Linked DNA regions of Mus musculus: all the other regions are linked to region 3. The links are chromatin contacts, called in public promoter capture Hi-C maps. All regions are on one chromosome and are shown on one strand. The core of a region is the stretch at or near the end of the contact, and the rest is flanking DNA. Distances in the headings are between cores, read along the strand shown. Region 1 holds the start of Repin1 (replication initiator 1). Region 2 holds the start of 1700026J14Rik (RIKEN cDNA 1700026J14 gene). Region 3 holds the start of Zfp783 (zinc finger protein 783). Region 4 holds the start of Rarres2 (retinoic acid receptor responder (tazarotene induced) 2).

Region 1 (5,952 bases), core at 2,602-5,101, 650 kb after region 3:
GACTTTGGCTCAGCATCCTGAAGACCGGGAAGTCCAGGATGTCACTTCTGGTAAGGACCATATAGAATTTCACAATGTGGTGGAACTCAAGAGGCATGCGTGGAAGAGAAAGCACAAGAGGTATCCTTGCTTTGTGACAACCTGTTTCCATGAGAACCAACCCTGCCCAGTAGGAAAGGCCTTAATTAGCCTCTCTACAGCCCAGCCATCCTTAAAGTCTCCCATCACAAGGCTTCTTCATCTCCCTCCCTCACTTCTCTCCATGCAGGACTTGGACCTGGCAGTCAGTGTGTCTTTTAGAAGGAGTCAGACATCCTTGCTCACACTAGACTTGCTTCAGCTGTTTGGGGCTTCTGTGGAGAACTTTCTTTCCTCAGTCTCAACGAATTCTTAGTTGGAGCTGACTCCTGTAACAAAATCTGGATTAGCCAGAGGAAATCAGATGGCTTCCCCCTATTTTCCTCAGGTGAGAGCCACTAAGGGACGAGTAGTTCTCAAGAAGGTAGCCTTGAATTTCAGCCTATCCAGTGTTGCAATAAACAAGAGTGAATTCTAATTATTTTATTTTATTTTATTTTATTTGGTTTTTTGAGACAGGGTTTCTCTATATAGCCCTGGCTTTCCTGGAACTCACTTTGGAGACCAGGCTGGCCTCGAACTCAGAAATCTGCCTGCCTCTGCCTCCTGAGTGCTGGGATTAAAGGCATGCGCCACCACGCCCTGCTGAATTCTAATTTTTTATCATCAGTTTTCCACTGTGTTGGAGACCTAACCAGGGCCTTCCTGGTAATCACGCTGCCTCTGAGATATACCCCAACCCAAACTGTGACAAGGCAAGGGAAAGGACTTTGAGCCTCTAGGGGTGGCAGCTTGTGAAAGGTTGGTGGGGTTCATAAGGGGCAGCCAGCAAAGCTTGATGATGGTTTGCTTTGGTACTGTCTCCGGCCTCCCAGGGCTTCAAGCTGTCCTCAGCACCGTTGCTATCCTCAGTGGTGGGCATCTTCTGTCTCGTAACAGGCCAGGAAGGACAGAGTGCCTTTCTGCATCTACTCCTTAATTGTCCTCGGCCCCAGCAGCAATCTTTGTATGGGAAGGTTCCCGCTCTGGTCTCTCCCACTGTTTTCTTTTGTTCACCAGCTGGGAGAGCCAAGGAGGCAGGGTTATGTAGGATTTTACAGCCAGTGGCTTGTCCTTTACCCAGGTCTGTGTGGGATTTGCCTATTGCATTCTCTCTCAGAACAGCTCTGAGGGTCCTTCGATCGGCCTCACACATGTTGTCAGAGGCAGCAGTTAATATGCAACATTACAGGAAATCTACTACAGTGAATTCTCCCATCTTCTCCCACAACACCTCAATTCTAGCTTTTCAACAGCCAGCCAGCCACTCAGAAATCATTAACCAGGACTTTTATTTCCAGTGACGATATACTACAGTTAAAAGCCTCTCACCATTTTCTCTCATTCTGGGAAGCCAGCATAGGTCATGAGAAGACTCAGTGCCTACAGAATAGAAGATGTTTCATTTTGATTAAATATTTGTGGTATACATAAACTAGCACTGCCCACACATAAAACTGCAGTGGTTAAGGGTGAGGCTGGGTAGTGCTGCTGTGTTCTCATCACCCACCCACCATGCAGCTGTGTGGCCCCTGGCAAGCCTCTGAACATCTCCCAGGCTCAGAATGTCATTTGTAAAATGAGGAGCAGAGAGTTTGTTTCATAGGGATATTGAGGGGATGAAATGAGTTGTGTATTTGAAGAGTTTATCACCACACTGGACATAAAAATCAAGTCTTCCTGAGGGTTTAAGCATCCCTATAAAACATGCAGGTGAAACCAGTGGGTCTTACTGCATGCTCTTCTGCAACACACTGTTGTGCTGGACACATGCTCTGCCGATGCCCCTTCTATATTTGTGGTGAGGGAATCTCTATAATCTCAGCTGTACTTCCCACTTATTAAGGACTCCACAGTAAGAGGAGAAGTATGACCCACATAGTGCAGAGATGCACATCTCCACTCTCTCCAAACACAAACAGGGTTTCATAATATTGACACGTTCTAAAGTTCATGTGGAAAAACAGAGGAGCAGTTCTAGACAAGGAATTTGAAAATCAAAACAAGACAGAATCATCGTAGGGAATACTGAAACCGTGAAGTGTTAAAATCCACCGTCTGCAGTGAAACTATCATCATAAAGAGTAGCGTGGCCTGGGCAAGATCACTCTCCAAACACAAACAGAAAGGTGCACACCAGAAAGAAAAGGATGGGCAGGTTTTAGCACATAAAGCCAAAATTTTATCACTTCAGAAATTAGCGTTGCTAAGTGAGGTGGGCATGCCTGTGATCCCAGCACTTGGCAGACAGGCCACCGGGTTTGGGTATGAGGCCAGTGGGGTCTGCACAGTGAGACCTTGCCTCCCACCCCTACACCCCCAAAGAACAATCTTTTGGGGAAAATATTTTCCACACATATGACAAATGAACATCTTTAAGCATGAAACCCAAACAACCATCCCAACTTCCCAGCCTTGAAAGTGAGCAAATAGAAAGTCAGGCAAAGATAAATTCTCAGTAGTCATAGCATAAACTGGTTTAAAAAAAAAATCACACAAAACAAACAAGTCAGGAAACCAGCAACCCAAGAAGCAAAAATTGAAGCAAACAGTCATTTTAATTAAATTTGGGAAAATAGCCCATGTTGTCAAGGAAATGGAAAAAAATGGTCATTTCTCAGGGATAACTGATGAATCTTGTCTTTGACCATCTGTTTCTACCTCCAAAAGTTTGAACCTGGACATGGGTAATGAGACATTAATCTATAAGGACATAGGAAAAATATGTAATCGATTTGCATATTTATACAGCCATTAAACTATATATATATATATATATATATATATATATATATATATATGTTTTAATATAATATATAAGAGAACAACGAAATGGGAGAAAACTTACAATATCTTAAGTGAAGAGCCAGCATGTACAGTTGCAAGGGATAACCCAGGCTTCCCCAATATAAAATACTATTCAGAACACTCGAGTATGTCAAACACCGAATGTAATTGGCTTTAGGAGGCTAATATATGAGAGGGCTAGATGGCCCTTGGGAGAGATTTTAAAAGTGTTTTTTTTTAAAATAATTGTACAATTCAAAGCTTGTCTCTGTTGAAAGCATGAAAGGACACGAAATTGCACTGGTCTGGAAGTTCCAAGATGGGGTTCTTTTGGAAAGCCAAGGCCACCTGCTAGTGGGTGGTGAGTCATGGCCACAGGCTTGCACCTGCCTCCGCAGACGCCACACTGGCTGCTGTGCGTTTCCAAGGGTAAACGACCCATTTGTGCCAACAGCCACCTGGGCCCGGCCTGCATCTCTAGAGCTTAGGCCACTCCGGATCTTAGTTGTGGGAATAGAGGGCCTTGCAGAATTCACAGTTGCGGGCCATTCATTCTTCATCCAGATGCGCTCTGTTGCCGTGGTGCTGTGTTCCAGCCCTAAGCTAGAGCGGACTGGGCAAAGCCCCAGGCTCGACGCCAGGAGAACCGTTGGTGCCCTGTCTAGTTCTCTCTGGCTCTGAGTTTTGAAAAAGACAGTAAGGGTGGACCAAACACAGTGACCACAGCCTGGCCACAAGGTGGCCCAGGGGCGAGCATCCTTTTCTGGGCAGAGGGTTAGGAAACTGAAGCTCGGGCCGGTGGCCAAACCGGAGCTGGTGGCTGCCATGGCGATGGAGCCGGGGGCCCTCCCTGGCCTTGTGCCGGAGCGGCAGTGCAGCGGGGTGACCTGGCCCGCCCCGCCCCCAGGCCGCGGCCGCCTAGCCGAGACTGACCCTCCGCAGCTCCTGTAGTCACGTGGAGCTGGGAACCCAGCGCGTGGGGGGAGGTTGGGGACGGGCCTGGCAGTTGTGAACTCGAACCTGCCGCTGTCGCCGCTGCGGGGCGGGGAACCGGCCGCAGAGGCCGGCCTGGTGCTCTATGGATGGGCGCTGCGTCCCTGGAGGGCACGCGGGAGAGGTATGGGTCGAGTAAGGGCGCAGGGGCCACCGAGGGCGTGCGAGGGCAGCTCCACCTGTGGGGCGCGTGACCGTGAGTGTGTGCGGCTGTGGGGTTCGCGCGCGCGCGCGGAATATGAAAGGGGGGGGGGAGTGTTGAGGCGCGGGGCGAGCGCACCTGCGCACAGGCTCCGCGGGCTGCGCTGTGCGTGGGACCCGAGATGGCCCACTGGCTGGTCCGAACCGGTCCAGCGAGCCAGCAAATGTGGACGGAGGACACGCATCTATACAAAGGGGGAGTGTGTGGGCCTGCTGCCACCCGGGGCTGCCCTAGATGACCAAGGAAATTCTGGAGAGTCCTGGGCACTCTGGCGCTCCCTGCGTAGACCCTCGGGAGACAGGCCTGGAATTTATGTTGCGCGGAGAGTGGGGGAAGGGGAGGCAATAGGGATTCCAGAGTTACTGCCTAGGCAGCCCTTTGGCCACTGAGAAAGAGCCTTGCAACAGATGGAGGAGGCTATTCTTCTGGGGCCCTACCAGGCTAGGAGGTGGCCTCCAAAGGCAGCACTGTGCTTCCTCAGTAAAGGGTCATGCTCATGCTTTATTTAGTTCAGTGTCCGCTAGGTCATTCGACCAGGCTGGGTATGGAGTTCAAGGCTGAACTCTGTAGCCTTGAATCTGGGAGAGACTGGGTGATGACACAAACCTGCCCTGGCTTAGCGCAGAGCCTCACACTCGTTCTTTTCTCTCCCTTCCCCAGGTAAGGCTGACCTCTCAGCAGTTAGAGGTCTGAGCTCTGCCATGGGGATAGGGATGTCTTTATTGCTACAGTTTTCTCTGTCATCCGGGGGCTACCGAAGTGTGGGCCGAAGCAGCCGAAGTCTCCCCAGGAACATCCCCAGAAGGAGCTGGAAAAAGCCTCACCCCCAGCTCTTCAGTCTTCAGGGTAGAGTTTGGCCTTTCTTGTGCCCTCAAACCAACCCATAACTCCAGCGCTCATGTCTCCTATACTTGCAGGACAGGGATGTACTGGGGAAGGAATCCATTCTCCTATCATGGAGTCTTCCCTGGGTTCAGGCGGGGGTGGGAGTTGGGGGTTGGTGGGGTTGAGTCATGTCTGTAGTCCCCCAAAAGAGAGCAGGCTGTAAAGGAATTCAGGAGGTTTTGCCCGGACAGAGGCCACGAACAGACATGAAAAGGTCCCTGGGAAGTCTTACTGCCACCCCTGAACTGACTCTGTGTAGGAGGCTCTCAGGAATCTGGGTTCCCCTGTGGGGTATAGCTGAAGTGGGGCAGTCCTTGGCCCGGTTTGGGCAGGACCAGGCAAGGGACAGAGATTATGATCTCTTCTTCCCACCCCTTTCTTTACCCCAGTAATCCCTAGCCCCCTTAAGAGATGCTGAGCCAGGGTTCTCCCTCACTCCAGGGGAGGGGCAGCAGACTGTGGGTGTTCCTTGGATTGAGAAGTGCTTGCCTCTCCCCCCTCCCCCCAATGTCCCAGTTGCAATTGCTTGGGTGTGGGTGGAGAAGGGCTGGCAGGCAGACTGTGGGTAGTCTGGACAGGTGGTGGCCTGGTGTTAGTCTGTGCTAGTAGAGGCACCTTGCCCACCTCCCAGGTCTGAAGAAAGGCTGTTTTCACTTGCTCTCCAGGCTTAGAGCTGAGCTGGGGAGGCTGGAAGTACCTTCCTCAAGGTTTTAGTCAGATGGTTTTTGAGGAGATCTCCACACACCTAGGTGTTAATGCGGAGCACACAGTGGCCTGGGTGTTGACAAGATCCTGTCTTGTGTGTCCGCCCCAAACCTCCCCCCATCCCGTCCTGCCCCCCCCCCCCACCTTTGGTTTGCTCATCGTTTACAGTATCACCTCAGGCAAGTCCTACCACTGTTTTATGCCCCACACTTGCTTCATGTGCCAATTAGGGAGCTCTGGTGTGGTAGAAGAAAGTGCTTGCC
Region 2 (5,776 bases), core at 2,282-4,781, 590 kb after region 3:
CATGGTTTCTGGAATGAGGTTTGGGGAGCTGAGGTGGCTACCAGGTGGAGAAGCACCCCATCTTCTCCATACTAGCACCCTGAGGTCACCTCCTGATGTGGGTGGAGCAGGGTGTTTCTAGGTGGTAATGCATAGAGTAGGTTTCTCAGGCTAGGTGTTTGCCTTACTCAGGTTTTCCTAGCCTTTTGCCAGCTCAAGACAGAGAAGCAGTATTCATGTTTGGGCCCTGAAGGGCCTCAGGGGAAAACAAGCCAAAGGGCTTTGTGAGGAGGAGGAATCACTATCCCTTTGGGCCCATCCCTAGCCTCCCCCTCCTTTCCTACCTTTTAACATGCTTGACACCCCCTACCCAACTTCACCTGACTGTCTCTATGCCGCCTCTGCTGCCCTGAAACTTGCTATGAATGTGGGCCAGCTTGAACTCACAGAGATCCACGTGCCTTTGTCTCCCAGGTGCTGGAGTAAAGGCTTGTACCACACCCCTGACTCCTGCCTGTTCTAATCTTGTATATTTCCTGGCTTGTATCCCTCCCCTCGCCTGGTAACAGGTCTCCACTGGGCTGCTCCAAGTAGCCAACTTGGACTCAGTGCTTTGATTTCAGTAGCCATAGAGACATGGGGAGGTGAGAAAGCTCAGCCCTGGCCAGCTGGACACAGTAGTGTAGCCACCCCAGACCTGTACCACAAAGGGCAACTCCCTATGGTGCTAAGTGTGGTCAGGACAGTATGGGGGTCACCATTTCACTCAGACTGGCGTCTGTGTAGCCAGGGACAAAGATGACTGGTCCAGGATGCTCTGGGCTCCTGCTTTCAAGGATGAACAAATTAGGTTTAAAAACCATGTTCCAATCTTAACTTTTGCTATTTGAATAAAGCAGAATTTGACTTTATTGTTGTCTTTATACTTCCTTCTGTATCCCAAGTGAGCTGAAAGATTTTACCTGTGAGTGTGAGATGGAGATGAGAGAGAAGTGCACCCTGAGAGTTAGAACCAAATGTTCCACGCTCAGCACCGTTCAGCACATAGGGCTGTCAGAGGACTTCATCCAGAAGCCAGGCTTTCAAGAGAAAGCCGCCCATTTCCCCCAGCAGTGCCAAAGCCGTGACACCGCTCAAAAGAATTCCCAGGGGACCGCTTCAGGATGTCCTCTGCAGCTCTGCTCAGAGGTCAGGTGTCCTCTACTAGCCCTCCTGGCAGGATGGAGCAAAGTGGCACAGATGCTGGGAGACTACTAGACCTCTGGCCAGGAGACTCGATCATAGCGTATCAGCATGTGTGGTTTTCACTGGTACTAAAGCTCCACAGGAGGCAACAGTATATGTGTGGCTGTTTCTGGGCTACAGCTGTGTAGCTGCTTACTTAGAGGCAGCCCACGGTGGTGCTGGAGGATCCTCCCTGGCCTTCCAAGAAGGCAGGTGGCTATAATCTAGAAACAGGTAGCCATAGGCAGTCTCCACCGGGGTGGACCTTGCATGTTCTTAGGAAAGCTCCTAGGAGAGGCAGCACTTGCCACAAAGCAAGGTAGCCTCTTCCAGGAATATGCTGGAAGGTGAGTGTGGTGAGCTGAGACCTGAAAGCCTGCTGAGCCTCTGCCTTCTTCAAGTGTGAGAGGAACCCAGGGTGCAGCTACCTGATGAATCGTACCTTCCTGGTGTCAGTGTCTGTTGTTGGGGACTCTTGAGACAGAGCCTCCTCAATGTGAGCCTAACCATGGTTAAACAAAATCCTCAGACCCGAGAAGGCTTTCCCGTTCCAGCCCCACCACTGGGCTTCTCACTTGGCTCTTAGAACGCTACCTCTGTCCATAACACTTGCCACCCTCAGCACCCAAGGGTACATTCACCTCTGCACCCAAGCATGGGTGCCTGAAAGTGACTCGTGGGGACAAAGACCTCCCAGCAGCATTTGCTAGTGTTTCCTGTGGTCCTGAGCCACATTTAGGTGGAAGACCTCTGGCATAGAGATTTATAGAAAATCCCCTCTCTCAGGATGTGTCACAGTGGCCATGTCTGTGTGGCTCTCAAAGTTCTCATCACATTGGTTCAGGCTGGCCAGCTTTTCCAATTACCTAAAGAATCCAAGATCAAGTTTGGCCTGGGATTTTCAACCCACAGAATCATTAGGGGATGTCCGTTGCCTCGATGTTTATCTAGACTCTTCTCCTAAGTGGGTATCTAGCTCTGTGAGAAGGCAATGTCACTGTAATGTAGCAAAGCAGTAACTTTCCTTCAGCATCTTTCTCCGGTAGTCCCAGCGAGACCTCTTTGAGGAAGTGGCAGCAAGATGGCACAGCTGGGGTTAAGTGTGAGTCAGCGTCCTGACTCACAGAAGTGACCCCAGTAGGGTAAGAACACTGAAGCTATGCAGCTCAGGCAAGGGCAGTGGGATACCGCTGCTTGCAGAGTGTGATACAACACTGTTAACTGGATCTAGAATCACCTAGGAAACAAATCTCTGGGCATGCCTGTATTGGGTTAATTGAGGTGGAAGACACACTGTGGGTAGCTAATGATTCTATGGGTTAAACAGAGAGCAAGCTCAGCACCAGGGTTCATCTCTCTTTGCTTCCTGACTGTGGATGCAGTGTGACTGACTGCCCCAGTGTCTTCCCCACCATGGTGAAATTAGAGCCAAAATGAACCCTTCCTCAAGTTTATTTTGTCAGAACAATGAGAGAATCTATACAGGAGAACCCAGAGACTGTCTTCCTGCTGTCACTTTAATCTCTCCCCGCAGCAGCAACTACTAGACTACAGCTCGGGGGACCGGCTACAGAAAATCCAGGAAGTATACCTGTGGGAAAAAACAATGTCAGAGTCCATTATGAAGATGGATGGACAGAGTACCAGTGTTGGCTCTTGCCTGTCAAGTTCTGTGAGCAAGGCTAATTACCTGCCTGGGCCATCCTGTTGTGGAATTTTCCTGAGAGGCCTTCCACGACGACTTTCCAATCTGGACTTAGTGTAAGATAGGCCTTTATCTTTCTTCTTCATACAGATAACTAGATACGCAGCATGTAAGTTTGCACAGGTAGGCTGGGTGTACAGGGGCCTTGGAGGTCGTTCCCATGGAAACATAAGATCTGTCCCCAACTGCGGCACACCTCCTTTCAAGAATCACTACTGTGCTGACGTGGTTTCCCCCTCCAGCTCCCACCCGGACTGTAGCCCTTCAGGAGTGGCTGGCCTCAAGTGTCCCAGGTCTTACTATGTTCCACACAGATCGCCTGAACCCCTACCATAGAGGAAAAATAGTCTAACTACTGTAGCCTGATCCAGAAGCTGGGCATCTCCAAGGTTCAGTGAAGCAGTGAGCTCTGCAGAGGACTGCAAGCTTCACTTCGCTGAGGGGAGGCTTTAGCTCAGGCCAAGTTTGTGGCCTCTCAGCTCCACGAAGTCCTCTGGTCGAAACCCCTGTGGTCCCCACAAAGCCTCCGTTCTGGTTAGGGTCTCCTCCAATCCTGTCCCCAGCCACCTTGGGCTGCCCGAGCACTGCAAGTGACCTGCCACTTTCTAGCGAGAATAAGAAAGCGCAAACCTAAGCCTAGAATCACCTGCAAAATCGGAGCAAACCGACCCAGCCAATCAAAGGAAAGGTTCCTCGGAAGTCCCGCCCTTGGTTCTGCGTGATAGCGGCGAGCTATCCCAGCGGACGATGTTCAGGGATGCGCGAGCGCAGATTCGCTTGGTCCAGGGCCTTCCCGGCTGAGATTCCGTTGCGCATGCGCACAGCCCTCTGCCGAGACTTGCACCTGCTTAGAGTCTGCCGTTCGATCTGATACCCCACCTGAGCATCGCGCACCCAGCCATGACAGCCCATTCCTTTGCCCTCCCTGTCATCATCTTCACCACATTCTGGGGCCTCATCGGCATCGCTGGGCCCTGGTTCGTGCCCAAAGGACCCAACCGCGGGTAAGAAAGGCGAGCAGGCCTCGATTCCCTGCAGACGCTTCCCTGTCCCCTAGCTGGGCTCACCCATTAACACTGGGCTCCCAGCTTGCTACCCTGCAATTCATGCCCTCACAGAGACGCCCCTACATGACTTCTTCCAGATCTCTGCACCTGGGCTGGGGCAGCCAGGAAACAGGCTAGAGGGCTGGGTGAACGGATAGATTCAGATGTCAGGGCAAGCAGGTGGCTAAAGGTCACCCACACCCATGCAGTCGGTAAAGGCTGCATATGGACACTCCTTGCTTATTCTTGTGTGACATTGGGCAAATGCCAGGCCTCAATTTCTTCACTGAGGAAAATAGGGGCTCTGGCAACACCTGCTTTGTAGGGCTGGTGTGAGGTCTGCCCTAAGCAATGTCCTGGGCATGCTGTGTATGTATACTGGATGTTTTTAGCTGCCTTCATTTTTGGAAGATTCCTAGCAGATTTTCTGCACCACATGCCAGCCCCTTCTCCTGTTAGCCTCTCAAGTCATGAAAGCCTCACACTTTGCCCTTTGTCCATTTTCTCAGCACTGACAATCCACTGCACAGCCAGGAGTGGTCCCAGCTGCCTTGTAGTGTTAAGGGAGGGCTGGGGCACTAATCCGTTCAGCACCACCTTGAAGTGCTTAGGCTCTGTCATGGATTAGACTTAGCCTAAACTGGAGGCATAGACGGATGGGCATCGCCTTTATTCCTACAAATGTGAAAGTGATTGCTGGACAGAGCACCTTCTGCTTCCAGTGGACCAGAATCTGGCACCCATATTGAGAGACTCAGAACTGTTTTAACTATGGCTCCAGGAGATCTGAGGCCCTTTCTGGCTTTTGGAAGCCAGCACACATGTGTATACACACACACACACACACACGATTTAAACTGGACTTGCTTTGTAATCACTCTCCATGTCATCTCTTCTGGAAGTCTTGGTGAGCTCCTTGTCCCTTCAGCTGTGTTGTAAGACTCTGTCTCTCTGATTTCCTGAGTGGATCCAAAGCCCCTGCTTTTTCTATAACAGCCCAGCCTCTGTCAACAGTGGCTGTGCCCTTGCTTCTTGCCTTGTACTGTGGTCTTTTGTTTTCTTTGATGTTGCTGGATGAATTTTGAGGCCATCCTCTGGTGGGTGGCCACAGATGGAGTGTGGGCAAGCCTTCTCCAGCATACAGATGGAGAGGTGTTTGCTGATGGAGAAGGAAGAGATTTACAACACCGTTTGGATGTAGACAATCTTGTAATTCTTACTTGGAGCGGACCCCAGCATCCTGGAGATGCTGGTGTTCAGGTAGCACCAGGAGGGCTGACACAGGGCCCCGTGTACCAATGCTGCTTTTCCTTCTTTGCTGTTTCAGGGTGATCATCACCATGCTGGTAGCTACTGCTGTCTGCTGTTACCTCTTGTGAGTATTGCCTTCCCCAGGAGCTGGGGGCTGTGGTGACCACTAGTTGGGTCTGATTTTGCCTCAGTTGACAGTTGCAGTTTGTGGTGCCCCCAGCTGAGCTGTGAGGTACGTGAGTTGTGGACCAGTTCAGTAGTATCTGCTCCTAACTGGGCATCAGAATCCTCCAGATTGGTTGTTCAAACACAGTTTTCATGCTCTACTCTAGACTCAGTCATACAGAAGTCAGGGCATCATACTGCTAACAAGTGCTGGGTGTTTGTGATAGAGCCAGTGTAACCACTAGGGGGCAGCAGAGTGTGTGTGACAGAGCTGGAGTGGCTTCTTCTTTTTTTTTAAAGATTTATTTATTTATTTATTATATGTAAGTACACTGTAGCTGTCTTCAGACACACCAGAAGAGGGAGTCAGATCTCATTACGGATGGTTGTGAGCCACCATGTGGTT
Region 3 (6,411 bases), core at 2,829-5,328:
GACTTAGGTGACTTCGTTTCTGATGACTCCACCTTCAATGGCAGAGGCCAATGGCTGGCTGTTTCAGAGTGACCTGTCAAAGCCCCAAGTGTTGTTAGTCCATAACTTGTCAATTTGTTACTGGGTCCTCAGCATATAAGGCCTTACTTGTGTATGACTGAGAGAGAAAGAGAACTGTCTAGTATCAGAAGGCTGAGGCCAGAATGAGACCTTGTCTCAAACGAGGAAGAGGACAGACTTGGTGTGGTGGCATAAGCCTTTAATCCCAGCACTTAGAAAATGGAAACTGGGGCTGGTGAGATGGCTCAGCAGGTAAGAGCACCCAACTGCTCTTCCGAAGGTTCCTGAGTTCAAATCCCAGCAACCACATGGTGGCTCACAGCCATCCCTAACAAGATCTGACACCCTCTTCTGGAGTGTCTGAAGACAGCTACAATGTACTTACATATAATAAATAAGTCTTAAAATAAATAAATAAATAAATCTTTAAAAGAAAAATGGAAACTGGTAGATCTCTGAATCAAAGCCACCCTGGTCTACATACCAGACTGAAAGTGGCTCGTGAACAAAGCCTGCTCTTGTAAAGGACTTAAATCAATTCCCAGCACCCATGTCATTGTGCTCATAACTGCCTGCAACACCTCTGGCTTTTACCTATATATTTTTTGCTCATATCATAATAAAATCTAAAAAAGAAAAAAACCCCAAAACATTATGAAAGTAATTTTAATTTACACTAGAGCTACAATGAGCCTAACCCATTTTAGTGTAAAGTTTTTTAAAAATATATTTATAACTTTAGTGTTGAATGGTAGGTAACTTTGGTAACTGATACACAGAACTGTAACCTTTGGCTCAGTAAACCAGTGGCTCCTGGGAACCAGTTAGCAATCTCATTACTGCATGCAATCTCTCTCACTAGGCCCCTAAGGTAGACTAGATAAATGTACAATGACATCTGAGTTAGTGCCGTCCAAAGAACCTTTGCCTTTCTTTTCTTTTTGTTATTTTAGGAAATGTCTTGCTATGTAGCTCCAGCTGGCCTGGTACTTGCTATATGGCTTGGGCTGGCCTTAAACTCAGGATAATCTTAGTTTCCTGAATGCTTGGAATACAGGCCCATACCATTGTGCCTGGCTTTAGAGGCAGCTTCTAAAATATAAATTCTGTCAAGAAATCAGTTTTTAGAGTGCTGAAGAAATGATGATGGCTCATGGGTTAAGACCTCTTGCTAGGGGGCTGGTAAGATGTCTCAGTGAGTAATAGCACCGACTGCTCCTCTGAAGGTCCTGAGTTCAAATCCCAGCAACCACATACATGGTGGCTCACAACCATCCATAACAAGATCTGACGCCCTCTTCTGGAGTATCTGAAGACAGCTACAGTGTACTTACATATAATAAATAAATCTTCAAAAAACAAAAACAAAAAAAAAACCTCTTGCTGCTCTTCCAGTGAACCCAAGTTCAACTCCCAGCATCCTTGTCACGTGTCTTACAATTACCTGGAACTTAGCTTCAGGACATCCAACACTCTTGAATGCCATGGCATATACACACATAACAAGAAAACTAAATACTAAAAAAACTATCATACTTAGCCTATTGTTGGTGGCTTATGATTTGTAACTCATTTCTAAAGAGGCCAAAGCAAGAAGACTGCCTTGAGTTCAAGAGCAGTCCAGAGTATATACAAGTTCACCAGGTATATGGAGATTTCGTCTCAAAAAGAAAAAAACATAATACCTCTTCCTTTCTGAGTAACTCATTATTGTTTTCCACTTTCTAGTACATTTTCAGATTCATCTTGTATTGCACATTAGCTATCATCATCATCATTATTTTCTGGAGGCAGGATTTCAGTCTCACAATGACTATACTCATATAGGTTAGTGCAGTGGTTTAAATATCCTTGGCCCACTATTGGAGCTATGGCCTTGTTAGAATACTTGTGTCACTGTGGGGGTTGGGCTTTGAGGTCTCCTAATGCTCAGTCAGTCTCTGCCCGGTGCAGAGTTCCCTTCTGCCTGGCTTGGATCAAGACATAAAACTCACAGCTCCTTCTCCAGGACCAGGTCTGCCTGCAGGATGCCATGCTTCCCGCCATGATGGTAATGGAAAAATCTCTCAAACTGTAAACCAGAGCCAACTGAATGTTTGTCTTTATAAATTGCCTTGCTCATGGTGTCTCTTCACAGCAATAAAACCCTAACTCCCTAACTAAGACCTAGGTAATCTGAAATGTGGGAGGGTGGCCTCTGGTTCACAAACACCAATTCTGTCCCTCCAGAGATAGTAGGATTAGAGGATTATGCCACCATGTCTGGACTATTATTTTGAAGGTCGCAATTTATTAGTGTTTCATAACCTTAAATGTCTTTTTTTTTTAATTGTTTTACGTATATGAATGCAATGCCACTGTCTTCAGACACAACAGAAGAGGGCATTGGATCCCATTAGAGATGGCTATGAGCCACCATCTGGAGGAGCAGTCAGTGCTCTCAACCGCTAAGCCATCTCTTGCCCACCTTAAATGTCTTAAACTGACCTTTAATGAGATCCACTGAGGTTCCTATTTTATGAGCACATACTTGCAGTTTTGTCTTTTAGGTGGTATTACTTAAGAATTTTCAAAATAAGGAGCTAGTTATGGTGACACAAGCCTGCAATCTTAGCATTAGGGAGACTGAGGCAGAGGGATCATGAGGCCAGTCTGTGCTATATAACAAGAACCTGTTTAATAATAAATCAAAACGAATAATGCTAAATGTTGATTTGGACCTTGATATAAAGAGTTAAATGTGATTTAACTATTTTATTTATTTATTTATTTATTTATTTATTTTGAGACAGGGTTTCTCTGTGTATCCCTGGCTGTCCTGGAGCTCACTCTGTAGACCAGGCTGGTCTCGAACTCAGTTAGCTTTTTATTTTGATTTAACTCAAAGTAGCACTGCCTGGTCTTGCCCTAAATGCCAAGGATTCAGTGATGCACCTTAGAGGTAGGTAGTTTGTGTCCTTACTATGTCAGCTGGCCCACACTTTGTTTAGAGATAATCCCCAACACACACACACACACACACACACACACACACACACACACACACACCAAAACAAACCCAAAGATTCAAAGCACAGTTGCCATCTGGAAGTTTATTGGCTTGTTGAATAACGACCATAGAATGGCTGTGAAATGCAGGAAATGAAGAGACCGGTTTTATTTTTATAAATAAATAAATAAAGGTTAATTATGGCTTTTCCGAGTAAAGCTTTCTAGTTTCAGAAGGAAACTGGTCTTAAATGGAATAATGTATTCAGGATAATTCAGGACATGAATTGGTTAGAAACCCTTAGAAATGAACCCAGTAGCTGTGGAGTTGTGGTCCTGTGTCCATTGTCTGTTTTGAAGCCTCCTGGCAGGGAGAGCAGGGCGCTCAATCCCAGCCAAGGCTAAGTAAGAAGATGTACAACTAAGTCCAGACTGGGTGTGGCGGGAAGAAGGAGGAGCTCTGTAGGGGGTAAGCAGAGGCTCTGAGCCTCAAAGGTGAGTGCACATGGAGAGAATACTCCGAAAGTACATCCCTCGGGTTCTACCAAGCGCTCTACCACTAAGGTACACCCCAGTCCTGGACTTGTTTTTTTGTTTGTTTGTTTTGTTTTTTGAGACACGGTTTCTTGTAGACCAGGCTGGCCTCGAACTCAGAAATCCGCCTGCCTCCCGAGTGCTGGGATTAAAGGCGTGCGCCACCACGCCTGGCTTGTATTTTTGTTTTAAACGCACCATTCCCCTTAGCGCTTCCTACTTGTTCTGAAAAACCCAAAATGGAATTTACCCTAGAAAAGGGAATCTGAACACCCTTGGGATGAGGGTGTCCCGCCCCAGCACGGAGTTCAGGGATTTCCTTAGCGTTTTCCTCACGGGCGTCTTTCTCGAATTTACCCGCCCGAAGGCTTGCCTGAGCCAGCTGCCTGCTCGCCCGGGGCCCTGGGGGTAGGGTTGACGCCGCAGGCCAGCGGCCACCGAGTGCGGGCCTTCTGGCTGCAGGGGGCGCCGTGCGCGCCGGGCCGCGGCTCCGGTAGATTAGGGCCAGCAGGGCACGTGGCTTGGGACCGTGTGGAGAGTGCGGGCGCTGGACAGCAGCTCCGGCCCCTCACCGACGCGCAGCCCGCGCCTGGGCCGACCTGTTGACTGAAAATCAGCCGGCGCTTGGCCAGATGCGTCGATGGAGGCCCGCAGCCCAGCGACGACGTGGTAGTCATGGCTGAAGCGGCGCCTGCCCCGGTAAGCGCCCCGGTCCATGGCCGCTGTGTGCGAGGGTCTCGGCCTACCCGGCTCGGAGCACCCCCTGCCCTGGCCCCGGCCCTGGCCTGGAGGCCACGCAGGCCACGGAAGCCATCAGCCTACACATGGCCGCAGGCGGCCTGGTGGGCTGGGCCCTAAGATCGGTGCGCGCGACATGGCCTCCGTAGCCCGGCCAGGCCGGGCGCTACCTTTTCTCCGGAAGGCCTGGAAGGACCCTGCAGATCACAAAGTCCCTGTGTTCTTCTGAGACCTGCGCCCGAGCAGTCAGACAGGAGCCAGGGTCGCCTTCCTGCCACATCTGCAAGGTTGAGGCTGCGAAGGGGGCCTCAGGTCAACACCTTAGGATGAGCCTACCACTAAAATACCTAGCGACTCTACTTTCTCGTAGGAAACAATACTTAACCCAATTTGCAACAGGTTTCTAAATTTTGTGACTGGGTTGGTTTGCCAAGATATAATGGCCCTCGGATCTAGACCAGCCTGTTTACAGAGTGAGTTCCAAAAAGAAGCTGGGGGAGGGGTTAGCTTGGTAATGTTCAGTGTGCCAATTTAGAGGACATGCTAGAAGATTTTCACCAGTAAAAAAAATCTCTCAGTAAGTGGTATCTATTATTACCAATACATCTCAGACAACTCTCTGAAACCTTAGTCTCTTGGAAGCTTTTAGAAAAGAACCTCTCTTTCTCTATTTTGCTGTGTGTCCTTCTAGGTTCCCTGACTACAAGGAATAGAAAGTCAACTGGGAATTGTGGAGGTTGTGGGAGTAGGACTAGAAACCCTTCAGTTCCTTCCCACCTACTCCTGCCCCTTAGTTGTCTTGCAGTACCTAACATCCCAGAAAGCTTACCAACAGGATAGATTTCAACACTATGATAATAACTACAGCTGATACCACGGATGCTCAAGTCCCTTACATAAAATTGTGTAGTGTTTGCATATAACCTATTCATATGCTTTAAAATACATTACATCGATGTCTAGATTTCCAATACAGTGGAAGGCTAATAGTTGCATCGAGGAGGAAATGACGACAAGAAAAATGTGTACATGTTCAGAATAGACAGAGTTTTTTCTTTCCAAATTTTTTTAGGGGGACATTGGGGTAGGGTTGGGGACAGAGTTTCTGTGTAGTCCTGGCTGTCCTGGAACTCACTCTGTATGTAGACCAGGCTGGCCTTAAACTCAACAGAGATCTGCCTGCCTCTGCCTCTAGAGTGCTGTGATTAAAGACATGTGCCCTCCCCCACCACCACTGGGCTCCAGATATTTTAATCCCATGTCGGGTGTATTTTTGATTGTAGACCTGCAGGTACATGGGACAAAATGCCTTTTAAAAAAGAACAGCCAGGCATGGTGGTGCACGCCTTTAATCCCAGCACTTGGAAGGCAGAGGCAGGCGGATTTCTGAGTTCAAGGCCAGTCTGGTCTACAGAGTGAGTTCCAGGACAGCCAGGGCTACACAGAGAAACCCTGTCTCGAAAAACCTAAATAAATAAATAAATAAATAAATAAATAAATAAATAAATAGAACAACAACAAAACCCACAAACAGGTGTTATACTCTGCAGCCCTGGCTGGTCTGAAACAGGGCTACACAGAGAAACCCTGTCTCGAAAAACCTAAATAAATAAATAAATAAATAAATAGAACAACAACAAAACCCACAAACAGGTGTTATACTCTGCAGCCCTGGCTGGTCTGAAACTTGCCATTTAAATGATCAGGCTGGCCTCGAGCTCACAGAGATCTACCTGCCTTTAGCTCCCGAATGCTGAGATTAAAGACATGTGCCACTCTGTCTGTCTGCCTGCTCTCAGCTCTTCATTCTAAGCTAGCCTGGAACTCACTTTTTAGTTCAAACTGCCCTTGAATCTGAGGCAGTCTCCCTGCCTCAATTTGTGAATACTACCATGCCTGGTTTACGATGTGGATACTTTGATTATATGATTCTCTTGTCTCTTGAGCAGCTTTCTGAGAGGTACAGTCAGATGTGTCATAAGAGGCCACCTACCCCTTCTTTTTCACTCCAGCCAAATGCAGAGAAGAGCTCATACCTCTATTCCATAGAAATCACACTGTGGACCGTGGTGCCTGCTGTTCAGGCCTTGG
Region 4 (6,577 bases), core at 2,187-4,686, 630 kb after region 3:
AGGGGCTCTGGGCATGCTGTGCCTGAGCTCCCTCAAATGCCCAACCTAAGGCTTTGTGGGTAAGATTACTTGCCACCTGCTTACTCTTATGAAATAGTCCAGTGCTCATATTATCACTTGTCTCGTCTCCAGCAAATACGAGGGGGCTTCTGAACCTCTGCTTTGGTCCTGTGGAAGGCTCCTACACTTGCCCTACCTGCTGCTTCCTGGTACTAGGCAGGAAGTGTGGACACACACACACACACACACACACACACACACACACACACACAGAGTCTTTTTGAGCTTCCCTTATATGTACAGGTTGAGCTGAGGGAGAACAACACAAGGTTGGAAAGGAACAGACTCAGCAATTTTATTAGCCTGGAGTTGAAAGTCTCTGGGAGACGATATGCTCCTGCTGGGTGCTGCCACAGCTGTACAGGGAGTAAGGTGAAGTCCTAGAGAAGAAGGGAAAACCAGGTTGGGGGTGCGGGAGACTGTTTGGGTCAGATTCTAGCTTTTGTCACGTTTCACAAGTCCTTTCTCAACCCAATTTCCATGCCAAGGGCTGGCTCTCCCCATTAACCACTTACCTGTCTAGGGCTTATTTGGTTCTCAGGGCCCTGGAGAAGGCAAACTGTCCAGGTAGGAAGTAGCCGTGGGGGTCTTCGCCAGCCTGTGCTATCTTAATGCATTGCAACTCCTGAGGATCCTGCTAGAACCAGTGTTTGCTGCAGCAGTTCTAGGAAGGGAGGCACCGCCACAACCCCCAGGGGAATGTCCCGAGGTGGGGGTGGGGGGACCCAGCTCTTCTTTTCAGGTTTCCTGTTCTTCTCCCATAGACCCAGATTTGATCTGTCCCTCCAGGCTTCTCCCTAACCTCGTTTCCTTCTTACCTGAGGCCCTTGCTTCAGAATTGGGCAGTGGACTATCCGGCCTAGAATTTTACCCTTGGGGTCCATTTTAATGCAGGCCAGGCATTTCCGCCTTCTCTGGGGAGGAGAACAGGGATGTCAGAGTGGAGACTAGCCTCTGGCATGCTCTGGAGTGGGCGATGTAGTGATTTGAATAAGAATGTCCCCCATAGGCTGACATATTTGAAGATTTGGTCTCCAGTTGGTAGTGCTGTTTGGGGAGGTTTTGAAGGTTTGACCTTGATGGAGGAAGTACGTCAGTGGGGCAGGCTTTAAGATTTTAAAACCTCGAACCACTCCCAATTCACTCTTTCTGCGTTCTGTTTACGAGGAAGGCTGTGAGCTCTCAGCTTCCTGCTCTGGCCACCATGCCTGCTGGCATCCACATCTCCCTGCCTCCCACCATGATGGACTTTTATTCCTCTGGAACCCTAAGCCAAAATAAACCTTTCCTATTATTAGTTGGTCTTGGTCATGGTATTTTATGGCAGCAGCAGAAACATAACTACATCCAAGGGGCGAGGTGACATGCGAGCCAGATGGACATGCAGCTTACCCTGGCATAGGAGATTTTAGAAGTTCTCTTCTTTGGACAGTCTCAAGAAGTAGCCCAGACTGGTCTAGAACTTGCAGTTCACCTGCTTTAACTTCTCCTATGCTGGCATTTCAAGTGTATGCCACCCTTGGCTTGCCTGCAGACTATGGTACTTTACCTGTGCAGGTATCATTCCTGTGTGAGCATGCATATGTGTACTGCTCATGGGCAATATACCACGTGGGTGTATTCACAAGTGCCTGCGTTAATGTGCAAACATGTTTAAAGGCACGAATCTTCCCCAGATGGTGTTTGCCTGTCTCTGTTTCTCTCTGGTGTGTGTGTGTGTGTACTCACACCTGTATGCGTCTCACTTCACTCTGCTTTATTCCATTGGCAGACAATCTCTCACTGTACCTACAGTCAGGCTGGCAGCCAACAAGCCTAGGGATACTCCTCTGTAGCCACACCCAGATGTTTTCATATGGGTGCTGAGATTTAAACTCAGGTCCCCAAGCTTGCACAGCCAGGGCCCTTACCACCTTGGCCTCATATCTACATTTTTCCTTTGAGATTTATTTTGAACAAACCAAGAGTCTTGCTAAATCACCAGTATAATCCAGTCTCTTCCCTTAACCCCAGGGAGGGGACAAGGACCTTCAGTGAACCCACAAAACTGTCAGAGAACAAGAACTTTAACTCAAAAGTGCCGCACCACCAGCCCGAGGTCAGTCCATAGCAGTAGTGTCACCCTAGGGTGACTGATTACTGTGAAACCCTTCAGTGAACTGTGTGTATCGTGGCCAGAATACAGGATAAACTCCATAGAGAAGTTTCTTTAGGAGGACCCACTCTGATGGAGAAATTTCTCTCTTCCCTTCACCCTCCCCTCCTTGCAGACAGTCCCTGGTGATGGGCACAGCGCTTCCCTGGACTCTGGTTCCTTTCCTGGCAGCCTGTCCCATCAGCAAGAACCCCTTACTCACCCCGTTTGGTTTGATTGTGCACTCCGGCTTTTTCCAGTCCTTCTTGGGGCAGTTGGTCTGCTGGAGCTTAAATTCCAACCTCACAAAGGTGCCAGCTGAGAAGAGCTACAGACAGACAGACAGACAGACAGGGCAAGCAGATAATTCCTGCATGTTACTCCTTTTCTTTTCCCCAACACCTTAACTTAGAACTGGCACAGCCTAGGAGGGTGGCAGGCTGGGGACCTTTCCCAGTACAGCTTTCTGGGAATTCACTGGTCTCCAGGGCTGCAGCTCTCCACTCTCTACCCAATCACACCACTAACCACTTCTTCAGCTCTGTCCACACCGATCTCTTGGAAGGCCAACTGCACAGGTGGGTGTTTGTGGAACTCCTCCAGAGCCACCTGTAGGCTCCTGCGCTGGGTCTCGCTGAGTTCGGGCTCTGTCCCACGTGTGCCCACTGTGCCCAGCCATAGGGCTAGGGAGATCAGCAAGCACTTCATGGCTTCACCTCAGTCCTATGGTTCTGCAAAGATGGTGTGTGGGCTTTAGTTCTTGGAGCTGTGGTGGTGGTGGCCTGACCTACTCCTAGGGACAGAAGTGCCCCTTTCTGAAGTACCCCTTCCATTGGTATCCAACTAGCCCTTCCCATTCTGCAAGGCCTTGTTTCCAAAGAAACTTTGGGGCCAACAAAGTTTTAGAGTTCCCTGCCAACAGCCCCGGGAAGTAATCCTGCTGGTTATGTCCACTATAGCCTTTTTTCTGAGCCATTTTCTCCTCCTTTTGGGTCTTCCCTCCATATCCAAAATCCCCAGCCTCTTTCTGGTACCTTGAAAATGATCAGGTTTGTTGCTTTAGCGAGGCCTTTTTCTGTGTGGTCCCTGGAACAGCTCCCTGGCAGTTGTTCCCTCTCACCCTCTCATCTCCCTTTTCTCCTCTCTCTTGGTCCCCAAAGCCCCGCCTTTTCCCACTGACCCTTCTCCCAGAGTCCGGAGTTTTGGAGTTTTCTGTTTCCCAAAGTTCCCTGACCTTCCTCTTGCATTGAGCCAAAGGAGGGGGAGGGGGAGGGGGAGGGCCTGGAGCACCAAATGAGACTGCAGGCTGAATATTTTTCAGAAGACGTAAACGTGGGAGGACTGAGCAGATCCAGAGCGGGTGGGAACTGCAAGATGCTTAACCCTCCTCACACCAGGCTGCAGCTGCCATCAAGACAACTGTCCCCAGCAGTGGGTGTTTCTCCATCCCAGTCCCAACCCAGTCTTTCCTTTGCCTTTCCTTTGTCATCTCTCAACACATGACTGCCAACACTTGAGGGAGCCGTTTTTTGACAGATCCCCGCTTGACCAGGTGATCTTCCACTAGAAAGTGACAGTTGGGGAAACTGAGGCTCCTTCAGTACCAAGGTAGCAGCAGGTCTGTTGCTTCAGTTTGTCCTGTGTGTCCAGTGAGAGAGCTCCTGTGTCACTGACTGCTGCCTTCATCTGCCTACCAGACATCTATCATGTCTTTCCTGATGTCTCGGGTTTGTTCACAGCCACGTAGGCCTGGCTTTGACTGGCTGGCATCAGTCTTTTCCTTGCAGAGGCTTCAAGCAGACCCTCCCTTCTATGGACCCGTCACAACTCTCAGGCCTCCATGTATAGGCTTGCTGGGCTGGACGTGTTTCCTTAGCTGTCGTCCCGTCCACCTAGCACCTTCCGCCCGACCAGCCTACCTGACCCCTGACCCCGGCTCATTTCCCCAGCTCAGTCTCTCAGGACTTGAGCAAGTGCAGAAGCCTGATGTCACTGCTTCCTGTCTGAGGAGCTGAAAGCTTCCAGATCTCTGCTGGCCAGGTGGACCTTTTCCCTGAGGGGTGAAGGACTACGTGCTCTCTGAAGAACTTCCTTTTTGAAATGTATTTTTTAATTCTGAGTATTTATTGCCACTAAAGATAGTTTAATTTCAGTCAAAAACAACATTAAATGAATAAGCTGAAAAAAAATAAGGCCATGTTATATTAGGTTAGAAAACTAACATGGAACATAATGATTTTTAGATCTTGAAAGGGTGCTTTGAAGGTCCTACAGTCCTCCTTGTACTTTATTTTCCACTAAATTATTATTATTTATTAATTTATTATTTCATATTTTTCATTAATTCATTCACTTTACATCCCGGTTGCAGCTCCCCTCCTCACAAGCCCCTTCTCCCACTAAGTCCCTCCCCTTCTCCGCAGAGAAGGGGACTGAAGAACTTTCTTTTACAGCCTCAGTTGCCCAGGGCTGCCTTTTCTTATGCCTTTCCTGGGTGAGGAAAATCCCTAGCTGAGACTCTCCTGTCAGCAAACTCCCTCCAGAAATGCATTCTTGTTGCCCGGCCTTGTTGGCTCCATATGCTGCTTTTCTGAGCCATTCCTGAGGTCCGCATCCTAAGTGAGATGACTCCTGGTCTTCCATAGGCTTTTTGAGTATTAGGAGCCTGTGGCTGAGACAGAATGGGCTTCTGAAACCCATAAGGGGAGGCAGAGAAATGTGTCCAAATGTTGTCTCAACTTCTGGGTACCTTGAGAAAAATGGGGAAAACCTGGACGCCTGCATATCATTAATAGTCCCTGTCATTTCCTGGGATTGTTATCAGAGACCTTAGGGTCAAAGTGTGGTGTCTGGCAGGCCCAGTAAGCTAGCCTCTTGAAGTAAGCTGTAAGTCCCTAGTTACAGAGAACAATAATAGGGGAAAGCAGAAAAAGATTTACTCAAATGTGGCCATATTGGTAAGATGACAAAGGGCTACAGTAACCCCAGAGTCTGTCATTCAGGCAATGGCATGAAGTTTAGAATATTTTTTTAAAGTATTCTGTTATTTTTGTGTATGAATGTTTTGCCTGCACGCATGTCTCTGTATTACATGTGCACGTGGCCTATTGTCCACAGAGGCCAGATGAGAGCATCAGATCAACTGGATCTGCAGTTACAGAAGGTTGTGAGCCACCACGCTGGGAATCAAACCTCGGTCCTCTGGACGAGTATCCAGTACGCTTAACCACTGGGCATCCTTCAGCCTCCGAGGTTCAGGTTTAAGCAGGCTGCAATGAGTGCGACTGTGGTCAACTTACTCAACACAGAGCCTTCAGTGCCTCCCCTAGTCCTCTTGGAAGGTGGTTTGACTAGTCGCCAGGACTGTATGAGATATTTCTGATACATAAGTTTGACCTGACTAGCCCTAGGCTCCAGCCTTTTCATTGTTTCAACATGAGATTTCCCAGGAAGTTTTTAATCTTTTCTCATTCTTTTCTTTTCTCTCTTCCTCCCTGTCTTCTTCTCTCCTGCTCTCCCTTACTCTCCTCCTTTTTCCCTCCCTCCCTCCCTCCACTTCTTTTCATCTTTCTTTGTTTAATACACGGTCTCATTGTGAGGTCCTGGCCAGCCTGAAATTCACTATGTAGAGGAGACTGGCCTCAAACTCACAGGCACCTGCCTGTCTCTGCCTCCCTAGTGCTGGCATTAAAGATGCGTGCCAGTGTTGCAACAATATGATAATATAAGCACATCTCTTTGAAACAGTGTCTTTCTGTAGGGCTTGGGAATTGGTTCTGGGGTGGTAGAGTGTATGAGTATGCACAAGCCACCCACGTTTGTTCCATAGCACTGCAGTCTTCTCTCCTGCCCAGACTGTTGTTACAGCCCTAAGCCCTAACAAAGGAAGGCCCCGTTCAGCTGCCCTGTGTGCCAGCCCATCATCTACTGTCTGTAAGGTGAGACCATGATCCCTTTGCTGGAGTTGTTGAGGATACACTGGGAACCTCAGGGAGAGTGGCTGTCTGGCAGTGTTGGACATAAAACTCTCTCCATGAATTGTTCACGCTTTGCCAGCATTCTTCATACAGACCTAAGGCTTCTTTACCATGCACTCTGAGGATACCAGCAAGGTCTTCATTTCCAAGAACCCATTCCTGGCATTTCAGTCCACAGCTATTGGAGAGCAGAGATATGAGATGGAGATCCAGTTTTGTTTCTGTTGCTGTGATGGAATATTTTAGAAAAGCAACTTTGAGGGAGAAAGGATTTACTGTTTGTAGGTCTAGGTTATAGTCTGTTACTATGAGGCTGGTAAGCACCTGAAGCAGCTGGTCACACCCACAGTTGGAAATGCAGAGGGATTGCATGCATGCATGCTCAGGAGCTTCCTGTACTTGTTCA

The links. Promoter capture Hi-C pulls out the DNA fragments that hold promoters and counts their contacts.
Region 1: a contact with region 3 is called in a promoter capture Hi-C map of stem cell-derived epiblast-like cells, with 5 times the contacts expected there. The contact joins the promoter of Repin1 here to the promoter of Zfp783 in region 3. A contact is called at or near these places in 10 of 39 promoter capture datasets (the 3T3-L1 cell line, the C10 cell line, cranial neural crest and 5 more).
Region 2: a contact with region 3 is called in a promoter capture Hi-C map of hippocampal neurons, with 4 times the contacts expected there. The contact joins the promoter of 1700026J14Rik here to the promoter of Zfp783 in region 3. A contact is called at or near these places in 1 of 39 promoter capture datasets (hippocampal neurons), 1 of 115 datasets of contacts at active chromatin or transcription factors (embryonic forebrain) and 1 of 9 other capture datasets (liver).
Region 4: a promoter capture Hi-C map of liver shows a contact between it and region 3, with 2.1 times the contacts expected there. The contact joins the promoter of Rarres2 here to the promoter of Zfp783 in region 3. A contact is called at or near these places in 7 of 39 promoter capture datasets (the 3T3-L1 cell line, cranial neural crest, hippocampal neurons and 3 more).

Annotation. Positions count from the first base shown.
Region 1 is chr6:48,590,032-48,595,983 of GRCm38.p6, forward strand. Repin1 (replication initiator 1) reads left to right here and starts at 3,852. Exons shown (of 3, transcript NM_001079901.1): 1 at 3,852-4,021; 2 at 4,760-4,945. The coding sequence starts at 4,801. It overlaps Gm5111 (predicted gene 5111), which reads left to right. Exons shown (of 2, transcript NM_183309.3): 2 at 1-553. The coding sequence ends at 394.
Region 2 is chr6:48,533,943-48,539,718 of GRCm38.p6, forward strand. It overlaps 1700026J14Rik (RIKEN cDNA 1700026J14 gene), which reads right to left and starts at 3,532. Exons shown (of 2, transcript NR_130985.1): 1 at 2,894-3,532; 2 at 2,640-2,794. Atp6v0e2 (ATPase, H+ transporting, lysosomal V0 subunit E2) reads left to right here and starts at 3,627. Exons shown (of 4, transcript NM_133764.3): 1 at 3,627-3,912; 2 at 5,282-5,329. The coding sequence starts at 3,809. It also overlaps the pseudogene Zfp862-ps.
Region 3 is chr6:47,939,097-47,945,507 of GRCm38.p6, forward strand. Zfp783 (zinc finger protein 783) reads left to right here and starts at 4,079. Exons shown (of 6, transcript NR_027963.1): 1 at 4,079-4,281; 2 at 6,333-6,411.
Region 4 is chr6:48,569,366-48,575,942 of GRCm38.p6, forward strand. It overlaps Rarres2 (retinoic acid receptor responder (tazarotene induced) 2), which reads right to left and starts at 3,437. Exons shown (of 6, transcript NM_027852.3): 1 at 3,229-3,437; 2 at 2,723-2,925; 3 at 2,418-2,522; 4 at 879-974; 5 at 576-694; 6 at 331-440. The coding sequence starts at 2,902. The coding sequence ends at 587. Lrrc61 (leucine rich repeat containing 61) reads left to right here. Exons shown (of 3, transcript NM_177736.3): 3 at 1-1,357.